Linked DNA regions of Hordeum vulgare: region 2 is linked to region 1. The links are chromatin contacts, called in public Hi-C maps. All regions are on one chromosome and are shown on one strand. Each heading gives the region's core, a stretch centred on a gene start, on an enhancer-like site or on the middle of the called end of the contact. The rest is flanking DNA. Distances are from core to core; before and after follow the strand shown. Region 1 holds the start of LOC123426690. Region 2 holds the start of LOC123426692 (2-Cys peroxiredoxin BAS1, chloroplastic).

Evidence for each region. A called contact is a pair of places that touch in the nucleus more often than the background predicts.
Region 2: a Hi-C map of leaf shows a contact between it and region 1, with 4 times the contacts expected there. The contact joins the promoter of LOC123426692 here to the promoter of LOC123426690 in region 1. A contact is called at or near these places in 3 of 6 Hi-C or Micro-C datasets (leaf and seedling) and 1 of 1 datasets of contacts at active chromatin or transcription factors (embryo).

The regions. Positions count from the first base shown.
Region 1 is chr2H:468,701,665-468,706,205 of MorexV3_pseudomolecules_assembly, reverse strand. LOC123426690 reads right to left here and starts at 2,320. Exons shown (of 3, transcript XM_045110559.1): 1 at 1,828-2,320; 2 at 1,481-1,678; 3 at 976-1,378. The coding sequence starts at 2,250. The coding sequence ends at 1,214. It overlaps LOC123426689 (transcription factor E2FA-like), which reads left to right. Exons shown (of 14, transcript XM_045110557.1): 13 at 296-365; 14 at 452-932. The coding sequence ends at 564.
Region 2 is chr2H:468,889,602-468,894,142 of MorexV3_pseudomolecules_assembly, reverse strand. LOC123426692 (2-Cys peroxiredoxin BAS1, chloroplastic) reads right to left here and starts at 2,239. Exons shown (of 7, transcript XM_045110560.1): 1 at 1,964-2,239; 2 at 1,798-1,872; 3 at 1,532-1,613; 4 at 1,368-1,447. The coding sequence starts at 2,158.

The DNA of each region.
Region 1 (4,541 bases), core at 1,071-3,570:
AGTTTATGTTCTGTATAGATAAACTGTTATGGAAGGTAAAAAAACAATCATATCATTGAACTGAAAAGTACATGGGATTGTTTTTTTCTCACTTTATAATTTTTTTGTCCATGACATCTGTGAACGTCAACTCGCATTAGTTGCATATTCTTGGACTCTTGACCTTTGTACTAACCAGTCACCTTTCTGGTAGCAATAACAGTAATCTATTTTTAGTTTTTTATTTATCTTGTAATAATATGATACCCAGACCCTCAAAGACCCAGTGACCCAATGCTTCTACACACTTTTGCAGGTTGATGCTGACTACTTCCTTCTCACTGACGGCGATGGCAGCAGCATTACAGATATGTGGAGAACAGCACGTATCCTTTGAGAAGTGCATTCACTGTGATGTTGTTTAAACAGGCACAACCTGACCTCAACTTTGAAGTACTTAACTAATGAACAGCAGAAGTGCAGTGGGATCAGTTGTTAGCCGAAGAGGCAACCGCCCCTCGTACACCCAAGCGACAGCCAGCAGTTGTCGGTAAATCCACAGCTGTAGGCCCAACCTGTGGATAGACAACAGCATGATTAGGGCATTCTGGAACAACAGAGTTCGTTTCTTGGGGATGGCAAATGTTCTTCCTGGGACTCTTGGAGGCTGGTGATTTTTACCGAATTTTGCGACCTTTCTGGCAGTGGTCTGGTGACATGTGTTCAGTAACTTTTTGCTTTGCCGTGCCTCAGTGGTTTCACCTCCTTCCAGTTAGCGTATGTATATTGAGTCGCTAGTGTTTTATTTTGTGTCATCAGGTGGTTTTCTCCAACTGGAATCCCCTGATACGGGCGCCTGGTTCTTCCTCTGCAAAAATGAATATTCTGGCAGCCGTGTACAAAGTACGATGCATGACTTATATACCATTATAGTAGGAGGAGTTTACATATCATTTCCCAAGCATTGACGGTTTCTGCACTCATCATTCATTGTTATTAGTACTAGCTAAAATTCAATATATTCCCAGTTACTAGTACTAATTTGTCTCTGATACATTGGGATTACTATGGTTTCGTCCTGTTTTACAAGAGCAGCAAACATCCAAAACAAGTAGGCAAAATTGTACTTAGCCAGATTCATTCACACTACTATAGAACACCTAAGCTTGGAGTGATGCATAACTACCAGCAAGTGCACATCGATCGAAGTGCCTATACTTTACTGCTGCATCAGTCAGTCGCCTTCGCCTCCCTTGGCGATCTTCCCTATCCAGTTGGCGACCACCGGCGTCAGCGCCACAGTCGGCGGGAACCTTATCGGCGACGCTGCCTTATGCGCGGCGTAGGCCAGCGCGAATGTCCCCACCTTGCCTCCGGTCTCGTCCGTGGCGATCCCAATCTGCATTTACATTTACATTACACAAAAAAGCACACACCCCGTCCATGGTAAGTTGGTGACGAGCTCGAGTCGAAACTTGGGGAGTGGTTTAGTAGCTCTGACCTTGCCGAGCAGCTGCTGGACGTCGACGCCGGCGTTGATGAGGAGGTAGCATGCGGTGAAGGAGATGAGCGAGAGCGTGATCGAGGTGGCCAGGTACGCGCCGCCGTACTTGCCCAGGAGCTCCTTGGCCTGGTCAGTTCTCGACTTCTTTGTCTTCCCCTCCTCGCCTCCCTCCTCCTCCTCCTTCGAGCTAAATATCTGAAGCAACCAAACACGTCAGACGTCACACGATTCAGCTCGCATGTACTCCCTCCGTCCTAAAATAAATGACTCAAAAATGACCCAACCTTGCAAATTTCACTTCATATATACTAGGAGCAGTACGCTGCGGTGGCATAGGTGCTTACTTTCCAGAGGCCGACCTCGAGGCCGTACTTCTCGGTGATCTCATCGGCCGTCTTGGCCTCCTCCTCCTTGGTTTCCGGCACGGCGGAGAGCGGCCGGCGCGGCTGCCGGAGAGGCCGAGCGGCGAGGAAGCCGGGTGGGAGCTGCCTCTTGGGCTGCAGCAACTGGTGGTTGCGGTGGAGGTATCTGGCCGTGGCCGTGGCCGTGGCCGCGGCGTGGTTGGCAAGGGGCAGAGCTGGTGCGGCCATGGATGGAGCACGGTACGGACGATTGGATGGAGTGGAACCAGCAGAGGATGCAGAGCGAAGACCGCCGAAGGAGGGGGCGGGGACGAGATAGGAATCGGGGTTCGACGGCTGGGATCGATGCCCACGGAATGCAAACGTGAGGTAGAAGCGGGTGACAAGTAGCCATCGCTGCGCCATTGAGTATGTACGGGGTGCTACGTGGAGCGCAATGTTTCGACACGCCCCGAAAGGGTCCAGGCGCAGGGCCAATAGCTCATTGCTTTTACACTTTTGTTGCTAGTGTATATACTACTTCCTCCGTCTCAAAATAAGTGTCTCAAGCTTAATACAAATTTATACTAAAGCTAGTACAAAGTTGAGACACTTATTTTGGGACGGAGGAAGTATTTCTTCAGTTATCCAATTTGTCGAATGATTTTCATACACATGAGCAGGCTAGCGGATACCCGCACGTAACCATCGGGATTACTTACAGGCGTGTGTATACGGACTGAATCTGTGGGTGAGAGGCGGGGGGAACGATGCCTGGAAAAAAACTTCCACAGCGGAAGAGGACTTTCAGCATAAAAGTAAGGACATGGGAGTGCCTATACAATCCGTGGAATAGGAGCTTAGAGAACCCGTATATTAGTCAAACCCGTAAAAAAATATATTTACAGTTTCGGTCGGAAAAATGTTGCTTAGCAGACCCGTAAAACTTGTTTGACCCGTAAATTTTTTAAGGGACACGGTAATTCCATTCACGAAAACCTTAGAGGATCTTTAGCAGACTCTGTATAGAGCCAGCCCATAAAAGTCGTTTACAGTTCGCGGAAAAAGAGTTTTACGGGTCGGCGCGGGCGCGGACAGAGTCAGACCCCGCAAATTGGACCTGTAAAACAAGATATTCGTAGAAGATGCTTTTTTACGGGCCGACAATGCGGGGGCTGCTCGGGCACCACCGCGTCGACTCGCAAACCAAAGACCCCGTAAATCAGAATTAATAATGTGTTATATAAGCAAAATGTTAATATTACAATACAATAATCATTCAAAGTATAATAATTATTCAAATCACCGTAGCAAACTAAATAATTCAATACAAAACTTGTCCTGTATACAAATCACACATAAATGAAATAAAAATGAATGAAAAAATAGAATGTGTTATTGTCTAGCCCTTTGCCAATGATGCTCTCAATGAGATCATTCTGAAGTTGAAGTGGGTGTTTGCATTATCAATCTTCATGTAGTTATGAAAAAAAGCTCTAATTCGGTTAGGGTCTCTAGCTGGTTTGACACGGCTACCCACGTTGTCATATTGTGAAGAATTATCAATCTCCATGTAGTTATGAAAAAAGCTCTAATTTCATGCCTCTCTTATCTTCGAGAATCATATTGTGAAGAATAACACAACATGTAATGATGTTTTTCAAGGATCGCTTGTCCCAAAACCGAGCAGGACCACGAACAATGACAAACCTAGATTGCAAAACCCCAAATGCTCTTTCAATGTCTTTTCGGGCTGTCTCTTTTTCCCTTGCGAATTCAGACTCTTTCCTACTTTGGGGGTCTTTGATGCTCTTCACAAATGTGCATCAACAAGGGTGTATACCATCTACAAGATAATAACCTTTTGTGTATTCATGCCCATTGATAGTATAGTTGCAAGCTGGAGCATCACCACTAGCAAGCCTAGCAAGCAAATGAGACCGTTGCAACACATTGATATCGTTGAGAGTACCCAACATACTAAAAAAGCAATGCTAATTCCAGAAATCCTGTGAAGCTACGACCCCTAGCATAATTGTTGCATCATGAGACTTGGCACAATACATTCCCTGCCATGCCTTTGGGCAATTTTTCTAAGTCCAATGCATACAATCTATGCTTCCTATCATGCCAGGCCAACCTCTTCTTTCATTAAATGCCATCAATTTTTTTGTGTCTTCCTCATTCGGTGCCCGAAGACATTTAGGATAAAAAACACGGAGGATCACTTTGGCAAACCTACGCACTGACTCAATTGTACTATCTTTCCCAATGCGAAGGTACTCATCGGTATAGTCAGTCGGAACGCCGTATGAAATTACCCGCATATTTACCAATATTTTTTTATATGCACCAAATCCCTTCAAGCCCGCGACATTTCTTCTTTGAGTAAAATATAGACAATTGGCCTCGAAGCTTGAACAATTTTTACAAAGAGGGATCTGCGCATACGATACTTTCTCCGAAAGAGGTGGGGCGGATATGTTGGATTGGCTGCGAAGTACTTTTGCATTAGCATCTCGTTCCCGAGATGGTGATTTTGAGGAGTGCAAAGACGACCGACGGTCTATCCTCGCCGCCTCTTTCGGTTCTCGTCTTCGTGCTCGTTCACGGCAAGGGCCATCACCACACTCTGTTGGCGAAATGTGAGAAGCATTGTCTCAACATCCGAGTCATCCAAATTGGATGAATCCTCGAGCAAAACCTTCTTGCACAAG
Region 2 (4,541 bases), core at 990-3,489, 190 kb before region 1:
CGATTAATCGGCTGTAAGGCTGATTTATCTCACTGGGTCGATTAACTGAATAGAGGGGCAGAGAAATTTGGGCTCCAAAATTTCGGCCCATTCCCTCCTTTGCCCCAAAACAGGGTGTTTTAGGTCAGCCCGTTCCCTCCCTTCTCACTCTCCCCTCCCCTCCCGTAGTGCCCTCGTTGGAGGAGGCTAGGAGCAGCAGCCGCTGCCATCCGCCAGAGCCTCTTCCTCCTGCTTGAGCTCGCCGTCACCTCCCTCACTTGCCGAGACCAGCACCAGCAGCACGGCAGATGAGCTCGCCTCCCCCTCCCTGAGCCCGCATCTTCTTCCTGCTCCAGGTTGTTGTCCCATTCACAAGCAGTTTGTGCTATATGCTATATGCTGCTGCTTATTGCCTCTCCTTTATTGCTGTTGTTGCTGCATTATTGCTATATGTGGCTAAGATATATAGATATGGCCATTATTAATAAATGGGTTACCATAAATTCAGTTAATAGGCTGATTTGCTGACTAATCCCTACTCCTCACCCGACCGAGCAGCTACAAGTTACCGATATCCTGAACATTGTAATTTACATTGCATATGTTCATACAAAAGATATAACAAAGCTCCAGCATTGTGCCACTGCAATGTTAACTCCTATGTTCATCCTCAATAGCCCTACATTCATCCTCAATGGAGTTAGTGGGCATATTTAGCATGTGGAATACAAATATCTATATCCATTTATCTGATTAATACAGATCAGTTTTTACTCTCCTATTCACACGCGCATAATTTACATTGCATATGTTCATCCAAAAGATATAAAAAAAGCTCCAGCATTGTGTCACTGCAATGTTAACTCTTATGTTCACCCTCAATAGCCCTACATTCATCCTCAATGGTGTTAGTGAGCATATTTAGCACATGGAATAAAAATCTAGATCCATTTATCTGATTAATACAGATCATTTTTTTTTACCCTCCGATATGCACACGGCATAATTTACATTGCATTTGTCCATCCAAAAGATGTAACAAAGCTCCAGCATTGTGCCACTGCAATGTTAAACTCTTATGCTCCAAATGTGCCCAGACTCAATTTTGACATGAAGAAGGAACACGCATTCATTGACACAATCCAAACTTGGTGTTTCAGTTGATAGTGTGGGTCACTGAATAGCCGATTAACTGGAAAATTTGCCTATTTATCCCTACTCGGCACTCAACCGACGAGTTACCGATATCCTGAACATTGGTATTCATTGACACAAACAGACGAACACTTTACAGTTAATTTCCAGATAAGGCACTTAATGCATGTCAGAGCTAGACGAATAGTTTCAAGAGAGCAGCTATGTGCCCACATGTATGGAAAGTAACATACCACACTGTCAACCGAAACACCAAGAATTTCAGTGTTTATCTTCTCGAACTCCTCATGTCTGTCGCTGAAAGCCGTAATCTCTGCAAAATTTGCATGTAAGCATTTTAGAATTGACAGACAGAAATGAATAGTTTCCTTCACGGAGCACAAGATGGTTAACGCACCAGTTGGGCAGACGAAGGTGAAGTCCAGAGGGTAGAAGAAAAGAATCACATACTTCTTCCCAATGTAATCAGATAGCTTGACCTGTGTGTAGTTACAACAAAAGCACACCATCAAGAACATCACATCACCGACCAAACATACAGCTGCAGCGTTAACGAATCGTGCAGCGAAATCTGAATTATCATCCGGGCCGAGCACAGTTTTGCTCGCGCAAGGAAATTGGTAAACGGACGCGCGTGCACAATGCAGTTGGTTACGGGCTTACGTTGATGAACTCCTGGTCGAACACGGCCTCCGCCGCGAAGTCCGGCGCTTTGTTCCCCACCAGCGGCAGGTCGTACTGCGGACACAGAGACGCATACACGCATGACAATTCAACTGGCGGCACGTACCACGGCAAAAAACAAATACCGAATCAAGGCGCAACGAACCTCGGCTGCGGCGCGGGCGACGAAGCTACGGGCCCTGGCCGTCCTCGAGCCGGCGGCGGCGAGGCGGGCGGGCCTGGCTGCAGCGCCTCCGAAAGCGCGGGGAAACGACAGGCACTGCGGCGCCCCGGATGTCTTCGGGGACGCGACGAGCGCGGCGGCCGTGGACACGGTGGAGGCGGAGATGGCGCACGCCATGGCCGTGGTTGTCAGGCGGGGAGTGCCGGGGAGGGGATTAGGTAGCCTCCAGATAGATAGGGTTCGCGAATATGAAGAGGCCGTTTAAGCAGAGGACGTGCCCACTCAGCCAGTGGCTCTCCTCGGTGCCGCGTGAGCTGGGCCGGGAATTCGGGTAGCTTCTTTCATCGATTCCAGGCCACGGCCCGGCGTGAAAACCCCGTGTATGTAGCTTTCGGCCCAATGAGAGACCATCTCAAGTTTGATGCTGAAATTTCTCGCAATGACTATTTTTCGCCTTAAGAGATGCGAGAGGATTTGCTCGCGTAGAGATCTATAGTGTTGCACCACGGCAACGCTAGCCATTGCGTTAAGTTCGCGTTTTTGTATTATACCTAGGGTGCGGCTTATTAGAAGGGGAGGAGTCGGTTTTTATCAAGATGCAAAAAGGCCCCAAAAAAACTTGGAGCCTGTGAGGCGGCGATTAGGGTTTTGGTGGAACCTACCGCTCGTCGACCACCGTCGACGGGGCGAACCTCTTGGGTTCGGTGATGGCTTCGTCGGCGGATCCTAGTGGAAGCACCAGGGGGCAGGAGTCCCCTCGTGCGGCGAGAGCAAGGATGGAGGAGGCCATGGAAAAGTTAGATCTCACGGAGGAGGAAGCTACCCCATTGATGGTGGACGATCTTGGTGAAGGGGGACAACCGAAGTGGGCTATTGTTGGCAAGGTGCTGCATCGTAAGGTTTTTCATATCCAAACCATTGCGAGCGCTTTGAGGCCGACGTGGGGAAACCCTAAGGGTTTATCCTTCCGACCGGCGGGGGAGAACATGTTTGTGGCGGAGTTTGAGAATCATCGTGATCATGATCGCACGTGTGATGGATCTCCGTGGCACGTGAGTCGGCATGTTGTGATTCTAGCTGAGTTTGATGATTTCATGAAGTTGTCCGAGCTGAAGTTTGATAAGCTGAAACTATGGGCTAGGGTTCTTAACCTGTCGTTCAACTTGCAGTCTGAGACATGGGGAAGAGCTATTGCTAAGCAAATAGATAAAGATGTGACCTCTGTACAATTTGATCCTGTTGGAGGTTTCCTACGAGCCAGGGTTACGATTGATGTGAATAAACCTTTGCGTAGATGGATCCTGATCGATTCTGCTAAGAGGAAGTCTAGGGACTGGTATGATATCCAATACGAGCAGGTCCCTAACTTTTGTTTCTCGTGTGGTCGTCTTGGCCATGCTGATCTGGTCTGCCCTACCCCGGGCACCCGCAATGACAAAGGAGATTTACCGTTAAAAACTAGTCTGCGGGCGACTGAGGATAGGAGAGCTTCTGGTTCAAGCGATGGATCGTCCCGAGAACAGCAAAATTATGCATCTAATAAGAAGGATGATTCATCCTCAACCAACAAAGGTGCTACCAATACTGAGGTTACCTCACCGGTTAAACAGCGAGTTAATCAGAAGAGGAAGGGGGGCCATCAGGTAGAGAAAGTTTATCGCAGAGTGGAGCCGCTAGCGTTACCCAGCATAGATATTCCTATGAATGTCGGCGTCTCAACTGTTGTATGGTGGTTTTCAAGGCTCAGAGAAACGATAGTGTCACTAGTACTGCGGGAGTGGAGGATGGTGAGGCTAAGATCACTGAACCTGATCAGAAGAAGAAGAAGCTCACCCCTCCGTCATCTCACAATTCGGCAGCGGCTGCTGGGCAGCCCTACCCGAGCCAATGAGATGCATAAGTTGGAACTACCGGGGGCTTGGGAACCCCGAGGCAGTTCAAGAGATTCGCAAATTTGTGAAACAAGAAGGGCCCATGCTGCTCTTTGTGATGGAAACAAAAATCAGTGCTGAGAGGGTGCAAGCTTTTGCAGCATAATCTGGGTTTTGCTGGAAGTTTTGCAGCGGACACTTCGGGACTTAGTGGGGGCATTAGCCTGTTTTGGTCGAAAGATGTAGTGGTTGATCTGAGAAGCTTCAGCTTCGATCACATTGATGTTGTGATTCCGAGAGCTGATTTGTCCTCACTAGAGTGGAGGTTTTCGGGACTCTATGGAGCATCGATAAGTGAAGATAGGCACCACACTTGGAGATGTTTACGGACGTTGTATGTGATCCCACACCAAGCGTGGCTGTGCATAGGAGATTTCAATGAAACTCTTTTTGGCTCGGAGAATTTTAGTCGGGCAGCAAGACCAGAATGGCAGATGCATGCCTTCCATGAAGCCCTCGAGGATTGCTCTTTGCAAGACATTGGGTACACAAGCCTACCATACACATGGGATAATCGGCAAGCGGGAGACATGAATGTAAAAGCTCGGCTTGATCGAGGGGTGGTGAATGAAGCATTTTTACAAATGTTTGAGCATGTAAGTGTTCGACATATCAATGCGGTGGAATCT